2 separate regions of the Hordeum vulgare genome follow, and region 2 is linked to region 1. Evidence: chromatin contacts called from public Hi-C data. All regions are on one chromosome and are shown on one strand. The core of a region is the stretch at or near the end of the contact, and the rest is flanking DNA. Distances in the headings are between cores, read along the strand shown.

Region 1 (4,521 bases), core at 869-3,368:
CCCATCCAAATCATGAAAAATATGGTTCATGTAGTTTCCGCGTTGGTCGTCCATTGACATTTATCTTCTTCGATCCACCTCAAGGGAGACGACCATCACACCAAATTCCTCTCACTCACCTCCTCTCTATATGTCATTGTGAGTGGATGCGCAACACTATCATTCTTTCCTTTGTCATCGTTGTTTGGTTGAAGGACCTTTTTTCCTTTTCAAAAGGAAAATACCCAGTGCCTTCGGGTTGATTCCAGAAGACTATTGAAGCTCTGATAGCAGATTTTCCATCATCAAATACAGTCCTAAATGTTGACGAACTGATGTCAGCTCCCAACAAAATCCAAGCAAACACCATGTGGCCTGCCCGATCTTCTTGCACAAATCACAGCGTGTTCGATGAGAAGACCATTGGGAGGGAAGGCCTGGGCAAAACGCAATCTTTCGCTCCGTTGCCACTTTGTGAGGGAACTTTTTTTCCCTATATTAGCATCTTGGTAATTTATATTTGTAGGATGGCAGTTCTTCGTACGCAGCATGGCAAATTCCTGAAGACACGCGTGTCAATTCTTTTCTGCAGCATCACAAATCTCTATGTTATATCATGTCATTTATCTTCTTGTAACATGGCAAATCATTGTCATTTTGTGGCAAATTTCTCATACTCTAGGTGGCAAAAAAAAATTGTCATGTGAAAATCTCCGGTATGCATGGCAATTTACTCTGCCACGATATGGCAAATTCCCGACAATTTTTCTGCTAGCATGCCTTTTTTTCAACATGGCAAATCTGTCTGCAATAGCATGACAAATGGATCTATTATAGCATGGCAATTCACGAGCGTTCAGTGAGAGTAGTTTTTCTAGGGAACACTCCGGGATGATGTTGTTAGCTCAAACAAGCCTTTTGTAGGGAACTTTCGTTCATTCGGTGACCTCTCTAACGGAACGTCAACGCGTTATTGGTGTCCTAAGTAATACTTCCTCCGTCCCAAAATAAATGACTTAAAAATGATTCAATTTTATACTAACTTTAATAAGTATAAAGTTGAGTCACTATCGAGTCATTTATTTTGGGACGGAGGGAGTATCATTCCTTTGATGGGACATGAGAACGAGCTTACTCCAAAACAAGCAAAGTAACTTATAGTGCATAAGCTCTTTCTTATGTCCCAACAGGTTAAACAACCAAAATCTGGTCTAGATTTGACAAACTTATTTTCTCATGGCAACTCTGATCTGCCAGCCTGCACATTTTATCACATTTCACCTCTTCCACGTCGGGAGCTACTAAATGTGGCACCTACTACTTCCTAAGTACCCCTTTGAATATCACAACCAATTCTAGTTGACAGAAAGGGTCACGATGGTCCTCTTGGCTCCGACGTGGAGCTTGGTTGGCACATGTATAGGCAATGAGAGCATATCATAGCCCCCAAACCCCACAGGAAAGAAGGACAAGCGCCCCAAAAGCAATCCTCTAACCTCTCCTTTGATTCACAACTTTAACCTCACTTAACCATAATTAAATCAGTCTCTTAAAGCCCACAATTCTTTCCTTTGTAGAGCAGTCCTGCCAACATGCCATGTGCAGAAACCTTCCCCCGGCATCTACCTTTGCTTCTTCGTCTCTTTATTGTGATGGTCTCCAAACTCCAAAGGAAAAGCATATATCCTTACCACCACCTTTAGCATTTGCACTGCTCTAGAGTTAATCAAATACACAGCTAAAATGCAACCACTAAATCACCTTACAAACAACTCTGGTGCAAATCAAGACTTTCTGAACATTGTACTCCACATATTGCACTAGGCAAATTAGTGATGTACATGCAACAACTCTTCATCAAGTTACATGCTGTAAAGTTCCAAGTTCCTAGGTAGTAGCAAAAGAAATACTGGTACTAGCATGATGGAGAGCAAAGTACAGAAATATTTGCGTTTTTTCTAGTGCCCTTTTGTCTTTATTTTACCCTGTGGTGTATGGCGGAGGGCAGAGCAGAGCCACCACCGGCCGGCCACCGCCCTCTCTGTCACTGGCATCTCCATGTGCCCCGATCACTGCATGTGGCTCCACCTCCGTTTCCTACTCACTCTTCCTGCCTCTCCGTCATAAAACCTCGCCTCTCCAACCCCAGTCTCTCCATATATAAAAGCTAAACCTGCTCCATCTAGGCTAATACAGCCTCGCTAGCTACATAGCTCGGCCATCTCATCGACCAGAAAGCCTAATAGTTATACCTGCCCATCCATTTCTCTTCCTCATCTCAAAACATCATCATCCTAGGCACAAGCACAAACTTCGTTCGTGACAAGAAGAAGAAGAAGAAGCATGAGCAATGGCAGCTCCCCCACATCTTCCTCCCCTTCGGTCTGCTCGAGGTCATGGTACGTGATTGCTAATGCTAATCAGTTGACATATGTGCTCCCGTTTTGCTTCTTAGTTTGTCAGCAAGTAGTAGTGTATCGTGATCTTCAGTTCTGATCACAAGAAGGTCAGGCCTGATCGTGTTTTGCGGCTTGTAATTAATTTGTTTGTAGGTCCATAAGTGAGGATTCTTTGAGGAGGTACGTGAGCTACGCTAGCGAGAGCTGCATCCAGGAGCTGCTCGCGGCGTCGGACTCGGGCGGCGCCGGACGCGGCGGGGGAGGAGGCGGCGACGAGGAGGACGGCGGGTGGCAGACGCTGGCGTACTGCAACGGCGTGGAGATAGCGAAGCGGCGGTCGGGGACGGGGCAGATGTTCCGGAGCCGGTGGCTGCTCTACGCCGTCTCGCCGGAGCAGTTCATGGCCGTCGCCAACGCCGTCGACGCAGCAAAGGTAACGCATATGAAATCTTCATTTCCTTTTCTTCTTCTTTCTTCTTCTGTATACTACAGTATTACAGTAACTGTTTTCAGAGAATTCGCTGTGTGTGATTTGGGCTCACGAACCAGCAGAAGTGTACTTATTTTATCAATAATGATGGGTTAGTCTGGGTAGTAGTACCACTGGGATGGTAGTCTCGGAGCCACTTTGGCAGCAGCTGGCTGGCTCGACTAGCTGGACAAGTTATGACCGCTTTAATTGGTCACGGAGGTGACGGTAACGCGTCGCGTGACTTGCCGACCCAACAACACATGCATGTCTATGTATTGATACACCCGTGACCGAATTCCATTCGCAGCCTGCCTAGCGTTGCACAGGCCAACCGTGAAGGGGGGCAGTAATTGATTCTGTGGGTGCGTACTGCACTTATTTTACCACTATCTGACATGGAGCAGCTGCAAGCGAGCGGGCACGCGAGAGTTTGCGAGCCCACAAGTACGAGCCAAATCATTTGACCTCGAGATCCCAGAGCGAGCAGAGAGCACGCCATACGAGGATGATTAACTAGATGCATGCATGTGTGCAATCTGTGATTAATCGGTGGCAATCGCATGCAGACATGCATGGCCGCCCCATATGGCCACGCCCACGCGCATGTGGAGCCAGATGCATCTTCCTTCCAACTATACAGAATAAAATGGAATTAAACAGCAAACTTAGGAACTGGATATCCAAACCCTTGAAAGTGCCGATATTAGTGGTAACTTTGTTTTTAGGCCTACAAGGAAGGCATGTGATATTTTTAGAGTACAGTCGAACCGTGAATTTGCATATACGCAAACAAAATAAGATGCATAGGACAGACGAACGTGCAGTGGCCATTCTTTGACTCGAAAGTTATGTAACTAGGCTGGGTGCAAAATATCAATACTCCTACCTAACCTCTTTAAGTACACCACTCGGTGATCATGGCGCTAGGTTGCCCACCATGCATGTTCGGATGGTCCATTGGTCCTGTTCCTCCCTCATCTGGTAGACTGAGCTTCTACCGTTTTGGATGTAGCTACTGTTCTGATATTCCTCACAAGAAAGGCTAGTCCGCTAACATTGCATTATTAACCCTGCCAACTAGTTACGCTTAGCTGGAGTTCACTATACAAAAAAATATCCTCCAGTGAGCATTTTACCAATCCAATGTGCTGTTGCTGTTATCACGTGCAGCAGTGGGAGTCTGACCTGGTTGACGCGACGTACATCAAGGAGCTGGGCGAGGACCTGAGCATCATCCACCTCAAGTTCGGCGACACCTCGAAGCGGCCGGCGGGTGGCCTCTTCCGCCGCCGCGACCTCGTCGTGTACGAGCGACGGCAGACGATGGACGACGGCACGCTGGTGGTGGCCGTGGCGTCGCTGCCCAAGGAGATCGCGGCGGGCCTTCTGCCACGGGACTCCAAGGGCCGGAGCTCCGTCGGCCGGGGCCTGCTCCTGCAGTCGGGGTGGGTCGTCGAGAAGCTGGACGCCGACCACGACGGCGTCGAGTCCTGCATCGTCACCTACGTCGTACAGCTTGACCCGGCGGCCGGGTGGCTGCCCCGGTGCATCGTCAGCCGGCTCGACAACAAGCTCGTCACCATCATCGCCAAGCTCAAGAAGCTGGCGCAGGCCACTACGTCTACCTGCCCGTCAGCGCCACCACCCGCCCCTAGTTGCAACTCCAGCTCC
Region 2 (4,227 bases), core at 166-2,665, 190 kb after region 1:
TGTGAGCCATGGAGGCCCGCCTCCACCTGCAAGTACTTCGCTCCGCCGCGCCTTATCCGCGCGCCGCCGCCGTTCTGCATCGAGAAGACGCATCATCCATAGTCACTGTAGCTGCCACGTTGATTTGATCCAGAAGTTGTGCTCGAGCGCCGAAACGGAGGCAGCAAGCGGGCAGAGGTACGGCAGGCGGGTGGGTTGAGATCGACAACAGTGGTGGTTGAGGTTGGCCGCGGCGGCGAGTGGTGTGGCAGCGGTCTGGGCACAGGCCGGGGTGGACCAGGGTCGATGCGATGCGCTCGAGCGTCGCAATGGGGGCAGTGAGCGGGGAGAGGTACGGCCGCGGAGGCGGGTGGGTTGAGATCGGCAGCGGTGGCGGTTGAGGTCGGCGGCGGCGGCGAGTGCGTTGCAACGGGAGAAAAAAATATCACACGCTTTTAATCTTTTTATAATCATTTTGATTTATTAAAATAATAAGCTAACTAACTAATGTAGTCAGTCCCATCTATTTTGTTGAGGTCGTCGGCGGCGGCTTGGGTACAGGCGAGGGTGGCCGAGGGTCGACGGGAGGATGCGATGCGTACGGGTATAATTTTTGCAGCGAATCGTTTTTTTCCTTTTACGTTGCAGATAAATGATGAAGCCCGGGTTGAATAACAAAAATTACAGTTTTTTTTTTCTAAAAATGTCGCGGTGGGTTTTCCGACGGAAGCTATAGCCGTTTTATTATTACTAGCAAAATAGCCCGTGCGTTGCAACGGGAGAAAAAAATACCACACGCTTTTAATATTTTTATAATTATTTTGATTTATTAAATAATAAGCTAACTAACTAATGTAGTTAGTCCTATCCTATTTTGTTGAAAAATCAACCCGTCCATTGTTAATTTCACCATAATGAGAAATTGAAGCGCGGGTTGAATAACAAAAATTACAGGGTTTTTTTTATAAAAATAACGTGGTGAGTTTTCCGACGGAAGCAATAACCACTTTATTATTTGGTATAGATTAGGGGTATGGATTAGGTATATAGATATAGATTTGAAACGTCGAGGGCCTAAAACGATTCGACAGCACGAGATTTTCGGGTATCGGCTAATTTTCGCTTATTTTGAGGCGTGCAAAGTCGCACGGAGCCAGAGACAGCCGCTGCAAAGGGACCCACACGCCAGCGGCCCATCGGGGATGCGTTTAACCCGGCTTTACAGCGGTCAGAGCTTTGCCGCGCGTGACCGTTTTATCCGGAGGTGCAGCTGAAAATCGCAAACCTTTCCTGGGTGCGAACGCAATTCCACCAGCAAAGCAGTCAAGCAAGTGCGGTAAATTTGCAGTCGGAACCTCGACGCGATTCGAAACCCGCGCCCCGGTCCCCCGAACTGGCCATTCCGCTCCACTATCCATCTCCTCAAAATCCATTTCCTCCGCTGGTCGCCCTCCCCCCGGCTGTTCTAAAAGCCTTGCTACTCGCCTCGGCCAGTCGCCTCCGCCACCAAAACCCTAACCCTAGCCCCGGAGCTCAGGCGACACTCGCGCGCCCCGAATGGACGGAGGAGGGACGCATCGCACGCCGGAGGACGTGTTCAGGGATTTCCGCGCGCGGCGGGCCGGCATGATTAAGGCGCTCACCACCGGTGCGCGCCGCGCTCGCTTTCTTCTCCCCGTCCGATTTTTCATTTCGGCTGTTTTCCTGGGGGTCCGCGTGAGGATTTGGAGGTTCTGATTGGTTTCTGGTCTTTTTGGTTGGTGGATTTGCAGATGTGGAGAAGTTCTACCAGCAGTGCGACCCAGGTGAGCTCGCGACCGTCTCCGATTCGCCCTTCTCGGACCTCGAAATCGCCGAGGTTTCACATGGAAGTGATGCGGTTTTTTTTTTACCTGTTTGAGTGGAGTTTGTGTTTCTGGTGTGGATTCCATCTTTGCCTCTTTTCTCAAATGGAAATTTGTGCGTGACTTGTTTCTTAACTTGTTATTGGCTCTAATTTGGTAGTCCCTGTGCCCCGATTTCTGCAGGGGAATTTCGCTGGAATTCCTGTACTAGTGGGTTGGGGATTTTCCGAATTAGGAAGCTTTGTGATTTTTGCAGGAAAGGTCACTGGATTATTTTCCGTCTGTTAATTTGGTGGTTCTTGCTTTCGATCTACTAACAGATCAGTTGTACTAGAAAAATGGTGCGTGTGCGTGTGCGTGTGGGTGGGTGTCAGTGGGTGTGGGTAAGAGAGAGAGAGAGATGAGGTGGGGCGCTTGTTTTTTTCCTTGATTTGTTGACTAGTGCTCTCGGCGTCCCTTCACACAGAAAAATGATGTGTGGTGCGGTGTAACCAAATGACCATGGTATCCATCTTATGAAGGGTATTTTCGGGCTTTTATTTAATTAGTCATTTTCCACTGACATGGTGCAGAAGTTTAACAGTACTAGATCAGGCTATCCTGTGGAGAACTTTCGAGGCTTCCAAGTTTTGGTGCGCCATCTTCGTTTGGCATTCTTTTTCGCGCCTTTCGGTTAACTACCACATGTCCTCGTGATTTCAGATGTTATACTCACTAATTTGCCATTTTTTAGTGTATCCTACTGCAAGTTGGCAGCTGTGCTGTTTATCCTGAATTAGTCTTAAAATTTGTAGTACTTCATAGACCCAGAGTCTCGTGTTACATCTGGGTTAGGATGGCGAAGGCGCATTATAGAATATGATCGGACGGATCTTTTCCTCATTCTTCTTCTTTTCTCGTTTTTGTTTCTTGGGCACACAGTTGCCGTCGTGCTGAGGCTTTCTTGTCTCGGCTTATTTTTATTAGATACTCCCTCTGTAAACTAATGTAAAAGCGTTTAGATTACTAAGATAGTGTCCTAAATGCTCTTATATTAGTTTACGGAGGGAGTAGAATATAATCCTGAATGTGACCTGGAGGCTTAAGAGGTTGTCTTTCTGATTTCAGAGAAAGAGAATCTGTGTCTGTATGGTCTTCCCAATGAAACATGGGAAGTGAACTTGCCTGCAGAGGAGGTTCCCCCAGAACTTCCAGAGCCAGCACTGGGAATTAATTTTGCTCGGGATGGGATGGATGAGAAAGATTGGTTGTCACTTGTTGCGGTGCACAGTGATGCCTGGTTGTTAGCAGTATCCTTCTACTTTGGAGCAAGATTCGGGTTTGACAAAGAATCCAGGTATTGCATTATTTTAGGGGCATGCAGTTTTTTTTTAACTCCTACTTATGATTTGCTTATGGTTGTATAATGTTGCTCTACCCTTCATCTTTTAGCAAATGTTGTTATGCTCTGGTTTTAGTCATATTCTGATATTGTGACCACCGGATAGTGAGGCCTCAATTCTTATGGTGTCAATGTAACTCTTTTTCCCACGGTGTGCATCAAGCATATTGGAAGTATAAACTTTGGTCATTTGCATGCTAGGTTTGTCAACGAGAAAACAAGCTAGAGCAGACGTACCCATGCTTGGCTAGAAGACAGCTTTGAGCTTCATAGTGAGCTTGACCTTTGCTCGAATGAAGCTCACAAAAGCTCTAGTTCGGCTAGTCGAGCTCATTAGTGGTTAGGCGAAATGACAATCATTTACAAATCAGCACTAATTCCCAGGCTTGCCACTCTCCCCATCCTAGATCTTTCCTGAGTCGAAGTACAAGTACATGGACTCAACGATCTTGCCACTGTTGGAGAGGAAGAGCACACATCTGGAGTGGCTGTTGGGAGGTTAAGCACGACCATTGCCAGGGCCGCCATAGAGCTGGTATCAAGTGTTGTTGGCAACAACACGAGGGACAGCGAAGGGGTGTGAGAGGGCATAGCCCAGACGATGGAGCTGGTTGCCCATGAAAGCATGACGTATTTGGCGATGGTTCAGATCTGATTTGAACGGTAGGGCTTGAATGACACATGAAGAATAAGAAGATAGCACAAGAATCAATGTTCATGTTGCAAGCATAGCTTCACTTCATCGATAATATAGTTTTTTTTGTTGGAAAATGCATTCTTGGTGAAATATGATGTTGGCCTAGTTCAGATATTATAAAAAACTTGTCTTTATCTATATGCACTATGCTCACAAGCATAGATGGGCCATGCTTCCATGAAGCTGTATTTCTTCGCTTTGTTTACACCAGTTGTTCTGCTTTAGTTGGTAAATTTTTATGCCTGGTTTGGTGGCCAAACTTTGCAGTAACAAACTTGTGTGCCTACAATATCGTAACATTTTAGTATGTTTTTCTACTATTATAT

What was found. Hi-C and Micro-C count contacts between places; a contact is called where the count stands out from the background.
Region 2: a Hi-C map of leaf shows a contact between it and region 1, with 2.1 times the contacts expected there. The contact joins the promoter of LOC123447832 here to the promoter of LOC123451169 in region 1. A contact is called at or near these places in 2 of 6 Hi-C or Micro-C datasets (leaf and seedling).

Annotation. Positions count from the first base shown.
Region 1 is chr4H:50,519,734-50,524,254 of MorexV3_pseudomolecules_assembly, forward strand. LOC123451169 reads left to right here and starts at 2,119. Exons shown (of 3, transcript XM_045128181.1): 1 at 2,119-2,378; 2 at 2,532-2,811; 3 at 4,021-4,521. The coding sequence starts at 2,323.
Region 2 is chr4H:50,706,145-50,710,371 of MorexV3_pseudomolecules_assembly, forward strand. LOC123447832 (PHD finger protein ALFIN-LIKE 8) reads left to right here and starts at 1,416. Exons shown (of 5, transcript XM_045124519.1): 1 at 1,416-1,627; 2 at 1,752-1,784; 3 at 2,931-3,159. The coding sequence starts at 1,537.